Regions from separate parts of the Arachis hypogaea genome. Here region 1 is linked to region 2. The links are chromatin contacts, called in public Hi-C maps. All regions are on one chromosome and are shown on one strand. Each heading gives the region's core, a stretch centred on a gene start, on an enhancer-like site or on the middle of the called end of the contact. The rest is flanking DNA. Distances are from core to core; before and after follow the strand shown.

Evidence for each region. Hi-C and Micro-C count contacts between places; a contact is called where the count stands out from the background.
Region 1: a contact with region 2 is called in a Hi-C map of leaf, with 4 times the contacts expected there. The contact joins the enhancer-like site here to the promoter of LOC112802382 in region 2. A contact is called at or near these places in 5 of 8 Hi-C or Micro-C datasets (leaf and an unstated tissue).

What each region holds. Positions count from the first base shown.
Region 1 is chr5:103,198,226-103,201,292 of arahy.Tifrunner.gnm2.J5K5, forward strand. No RefSeq gene overlaps it. Among protein-coding and RNA genes, the nearest start is that of LOC140184749, 7.5 kb to the right of the region's middle. Within about 2 kb of position 1,731, at least 2 of the 3 cell types and tissues checked have open chromatin away from gene starts, as enhancers often do.
Region 2 is chr5:103,122,677-103,125,494 of arahy.Tifrunner.gnm2.J5K5, forward strand. It overlaps LOC112802382 (dihydropyrimidine dehydrogenase (NADP(+)), chloroplastic), which reads right to left and starts at 1,514. Exons shown (of 7, transcript XM_025845568.3): 1 at 950-1,514. The coding sequence starts at 1,234.

The DNA.
Region 1 (3,067 bases), core at 481-2,980, 76 kb after region 2:
ATTAGTTTTTTATTTTATCTTTATATAAATAAAAATAAAATAGTAAAACAGTAACATACGTCCAGATATCTCAATACCTGTCCAATTTTGTACTGTTTTTGGCTTTCCTCCGATCAACATCCGTTCTTTTTGCTATGGAAATAACAATTCTATCCTACATATACAATGGTAATTACAAACTTTGCCCCTTTTGCTAGAATTTCAATCCTTTTTAAAAATCTCATACCTGGTGTTAGGTTTTTTGGGAAGACATTTGTCCAGGAAGTTAAAGAGAGTGAATGTATTAATAATCTCAAAACCACCATTTAGCAGAGAAAAACGAAAATGCTAGTTTTTAATTGGATAAATAGTAAACAAGAGATTGAAAACTCATTGTGTTTGATGGAGAAGAGAAAAAAATAGCAATTTTTTTTTCAAATTCTAAAGTATTTTGTTTAGTGCTGCTAAAGCATCAACAATTCCAAAATAATGGAAGGGTAATAGAGCATACTGCAATAATTCGAGCAGGATCGATAGCAAATTTTGGCATAATTTATAAAAAAATTTTAAATTTTAATTCTTTTTTCTATTTATTTTTGGATTTTTTTTTCTTTATCCACAGAAATCAGAATCATTCTTTGCTCTTCGACCTTCTTTCTCTCTTTTTTTTCTTCTCTAATCGTTCTTCTCATTTTTATTTTCGTCTTACCATCTAAAAATTGTGTTTCAAGTTATCAGAGATGGTTGGACATTCGCTCATCAGAAAAAAGTTAGAAGTTGCAAATGTTATTGTCTATGGGGCGCAGATGAAGCCTTTCTTTACCTTCACTGATCAGCTGTGGACAGAGCAGAAGCTTGTCAGGAAACGCACAAGGTTCGTTGTCAGCACCGGCACTCGAGGAGATAAAAGAGCCTCATTAAAGAGCTCATCAACAATGTCCAATCCTCCTCTTTCTCTTTCTCTCACCAAATGTAGCCTTATTTTTTCATGATGGCTTTTATTTTTGGCCTCAAGGAGCAGTTAATTAAAAATAGAGTCTTACATCTTACTAAAATTATGGTAATTTTTTTTAAGACTTTACTCAACGAATTTGTATCAAGAATTATAGAATTTGATAAAAAAATTAGAGAGAATAAAAGAGATATTCCTAAAACTAGGGACAAAGAGAAAAAAGAGAATTTTCAATTATTTTATGCATATCTTACATTATTATACCATCTTTTAATTTATAGTATAATTTTTTAATTAGATTAGTCAATACTAATCCTATCATTATTCTATCCTTCAAAACAACCTTATCCTTAAGGTTACAAAAAAAAAATATAAATCTTAAAAATTATAAAAACTAATTACAAGTAATAAAAGTAATAAAAAATATCAGCAATCCTAAAATAATATTTTCTATGGCACTGTTTAAAAAATTTACCATCAGATCCCATTGAAAATAATTTAATCCAACCCAAAACCAACAAAATATAATTACTACATAAATCTGAAATGGACCCAAAAAGAGTAAAAGCTTGAGAATTGGGCTCAATATATCATCAATCACCTCCTGAATTTGGAACTGGGCTTCAGAAATTAAGCATTGGTCCAAAGCATCACTTACCCTAATTTCCTTCTCCTTCCAGGCAGCTCCAGCGGCTTCTTCCTTCTCTGCCCTGAGTGTCGCTGCTGCCCGAAAAACCGCCGTCGGCGAGCCAAGCACCACCGTCCGGCTCCAACGGCTCCTTCTCCATATACCTTCGGTTCCGTTCGCACTCCCTCCTGCCGAATCCACCGCCAGCTGCAGCAACCCGTCGCTGTCTTGTGCCCCGTCGCGATTCCATGGAAACGCCGCCGCCACCTGCTTCTTCATCGTTCGAGCTTCCTCCTCGCAATCCCAAGGGAAGACTGCCGCAAGGAGTGGAGATGGCCTTGCCAAGAACGAAGAAACGCACTGGAACCCTCCGCCACACCTTCGAGGATCTCCGGCGCCGTTACCGAGGGTCAGATCTGCTGGTGCGTCATCCTCGAAGCCGCCCCCTCTGTGCAGCACTGAAGCGTCGTCAGTGCCGACCAAGACCACCGCATTCGAGTTCAGATGCGGTGGTTTCGGTGGCGGTCGCGGCACCCTCACCTTTGTCGGTTTTGGATACGCGAACTCCACCTGCTCCAGCGCCATCGCGAACGTCACTGCTGAAGACCCCGCGAGAAAAGTGGGCCTGCTTGACTCGTTGAAGGACGTTCTGATTTCTCTACTATTATTGCAATCTGCTACCGTCTTCGTAATTATTCCCGAGAGTAAGTGATTTTCTTGATTTGGAGGTAATTATGATTACAGTTCTGGAATTGAATTTTGAAATCCTGCTTGATCTGCATTATCTGGTGATGCTACGGGTTGAACTACAAAACTGAACGCTGATTCTTCTTCTTTTGCTGCATCTATGATTGTTGAATTTTGGCAAGAATTTGGTTGTTGTTGCTGAAATTGTGATACTGCTTCATTGTAATTACAAATTAACAATAATGATTGTTGAATTGTTGTTTGATATAGAGTTTCTGTTGAATTTGCTTGTTGTGGTTGAAATTGAAACTTGAAATCTGATGATGAATCTTCTTATGAATTCGGTTCTAGAACTGGACCTTGGTCCAAGATCTGATTTGTCTTCAGCTTCTGAATTTTTTGCTGCTGGATTTGGATTGAATTTTCTGTTTCTGATTTGGCTTGAATCTGGCATATTGGAGGCTGCTGGAGTCGTTGATGATCGTTCAAAGTTGCACAAATTTTGGTGCAAGTTGCCCGAATTTCTGCAAGTATCTTGGTTCGATTTTCATAATTTGAATTCAAGTGATCTAAGCTAGTTTGAATCTGCTCCCAAATTGGGTCATCATAGGAATTTGGCATGGTGTTCAATGAAAGCACCATTTGATAGGAATATGTATCAAGAATTAGAGAATTAGATAAAAAATTAGAGAGAATAGAAGAGATATCCCTAGAACTAGGGCCAAAGAGAGAAAGTAGAGTTTCCAATTACTTCATGCATATCTCACATTATTACACCACATTCCTATTTATAGTATAATTCTCTAATTGGGCTAGCCCAA
Region 2 (2,818 bases), core at 264-2,763:
TTTGAAGGCTTAGGATGATCAACTAATTTTATCACCCATCAGAATCTATGATTAACATTACTACTGAGAAGAAAGACCTTATCTCTTCAAGCCGAAGAGAAAACAGAGTAGCTAGTTGACTGGTTTGGGATCTGCTTATTTCTTTCACCAGAAAGCAAAATAATTTACCCTGAGGGGCTTTATGCGAGTTTGGAATTTGGAGGAAAGGGGAAGGGTTTGTAGTGTAAAAATTAAAAATATTAACACTACATGCTTTTCCTTCCCTTTCCCTCCAAAACACCAACTTACAAACAACCAATGAAGCACAATTTTTAAGAATAATACTTTTGATTTCGGCTACTCTATACAATCCATGCATCATCATGTATCTAAATGATAGAAACATCTAACTTGCAATGTGTCATAATTGTCAACATTCATCTTATGTGATCCTTTCAAGATTTTTGTTTTCTTCCCCAGTCATCTTTCATGAAATTTTTGATTTTGTGTTCTCAGCAACAGTTTCAATTACTGATCTAAACCTTATTCTTTCGCAAGCAGGACGAAACCTAAATATTCATAAAGATTCGAGTCAACTAGGTGAGATTGATGATCTAGCAAGAAAAATCCAAGGCTAAAATATTTAAAAGCATAAAAAAAAGCATAATCTTAAAGCATATAACTTGCTAGTAATAGGACAACATAGGCTCAAAATAATACAAACGCAAATACAAAATAAACTCCGAACCAAAAACAAAATCCAATTATAGCTGACAACAAAGCATAAAGTGTTCAAGAAGGATATAACTTTCCATATTAATCACAGAACAGACAATAAAAAGTCCAAACGCTACTCCTTTTCAGTATTAAATTTTAGCTAACACCACCAAATTTTCATGCATCATAGTGTCACTATATAAGCTCATAAACACAAATTCTCTCCTACAGATACTAATGAAAAGAAACTTACAGTTTTGGCAATCACAGCACCCCATCCTTCATCAAAGGCCTTTTTCATAACAGTGTAATTGGTCCCTGGTGGACCTGATCCAATAACAAAAGGGTTTGCCATCTTTAACCCATTAACAGTGACACTAAGATCAGGCTCTGATGAAGCCTTATTATTACCATTCTCAGAGGCAAAGACCCTAAACCCAACTCTGCAGGGACGTGCTTGAACCTTTCCACGACAATTCAACGAAAACCCAGATGCTGAATTCCCTGTTCTGATCTGGGTCAAGCTCAAAGACGCCATTTTTGGATGAAAAATCAAAACTTGAAGATGAAGAAGAAGTAGGAGACGAAAGGGAATAACTCAGAATGAAGTGAATCTTTGAATCTGAGTTTATAGATTATAATATTCAGTGTGGTGGGGGCAAACGCAACGAAAGAACGTGGAATTATATGCAATATTTGCGTACTAATTTAGCGTTGTTTTGGTTGATTGCATCGGATAAGTTTGAAAAGGAAAAGAAAAATACGAAATTTGCTGGAGTGAGGTTGGAGCTGCATGTGAAAGGGCAATGTCGAATAAATATAATTGTGAATTTAAATTTATATTTAAAAATTCAAATTTAAATAGATATTTAAATATATTTCAGTTATAATTATATATTTACATTTGAATTTTTAAATATATTTCGAATTTAGATATTTAGATATATATTTAAATTTGACATTAAATATATTTCAGTTAGATTTATAAATTTAAATTGGAATTTAAATATATATTTATAATTTGAATTTAAATATATTTCAAATTTAAACATATATTTAAATCTGACTTTAAATATATTTCAGTTTTAATTAAATATTTAAACTTGAATTTGAATAAAATTTAAATATATAAAAATACATATTTATAATTTAAAATTAAATATATTTTGAATTTAAATATATATTTAAATCTAACTTTAAATATATTTTGGTTTTAAGTATATATTTAAAGTTGAATTTAAATATATATTTATAATTTGAATTTGGATATAAATTAAATATTTTTCGAATTAAATTATATATCTAAGTTTGAATTTAATTATATTTTTAATTTAAATATATATATTTAAGTTTGATTCCAAACGTCTTTGAATTTAAATATATTTTAAACATATTAAATATATTTTATATTTTTTATAAATATTTAAATATAATAAATTTAAATAAAATATAAATATTAAAATTTGAATTTAATTTAAATATCAATATTTAAATTCAGATTTAATTTAAATATACTTTATATAATATACATTGATGAAATATATTAAATTTGTTTTATAGAAAGTATTATTTTGTATGTAGGTCGTAGAGAAACAATTTGTTAAATATGTTTCGAGTATATTAAATTTTAAAAAGTAGGTAGGAGGGATTAAAAAAATTTAATTTACAAAATATTTCAAATGTATTCATTTCATGTGAGAGATATATTTAATAAATATTATATAATATGTTTTTTTCAAAAAAAAATAAACACAGAATATGGTTCGTGATATTACGCGTCTTGAAGATCATATTGTTGAATATCTTGATCGTCTACCATATGTAATTATTTTTTATCTTTGTTCATTTATTATTATTATTGTTGTTGTCGTTGCTGTTGTGTTGTTGTTCATTATATTTTCAATTTGTTTCAGAATTCAAGAGATTTGGGATCAAAATATCTTCACCAAAATGTGTATGATCCCCGAATTGAAATAGAATTACGGGATAGTGAATTTTATCACATATCTCAGATACTTGAAAAAGAATTTGGATCCTCTAAATTTTGAAACTTACTTTAGAGGATAAAGTATGATCTATCACCATTTATTTCATAGGTGGGACCAAGAGAAAACATGATAGA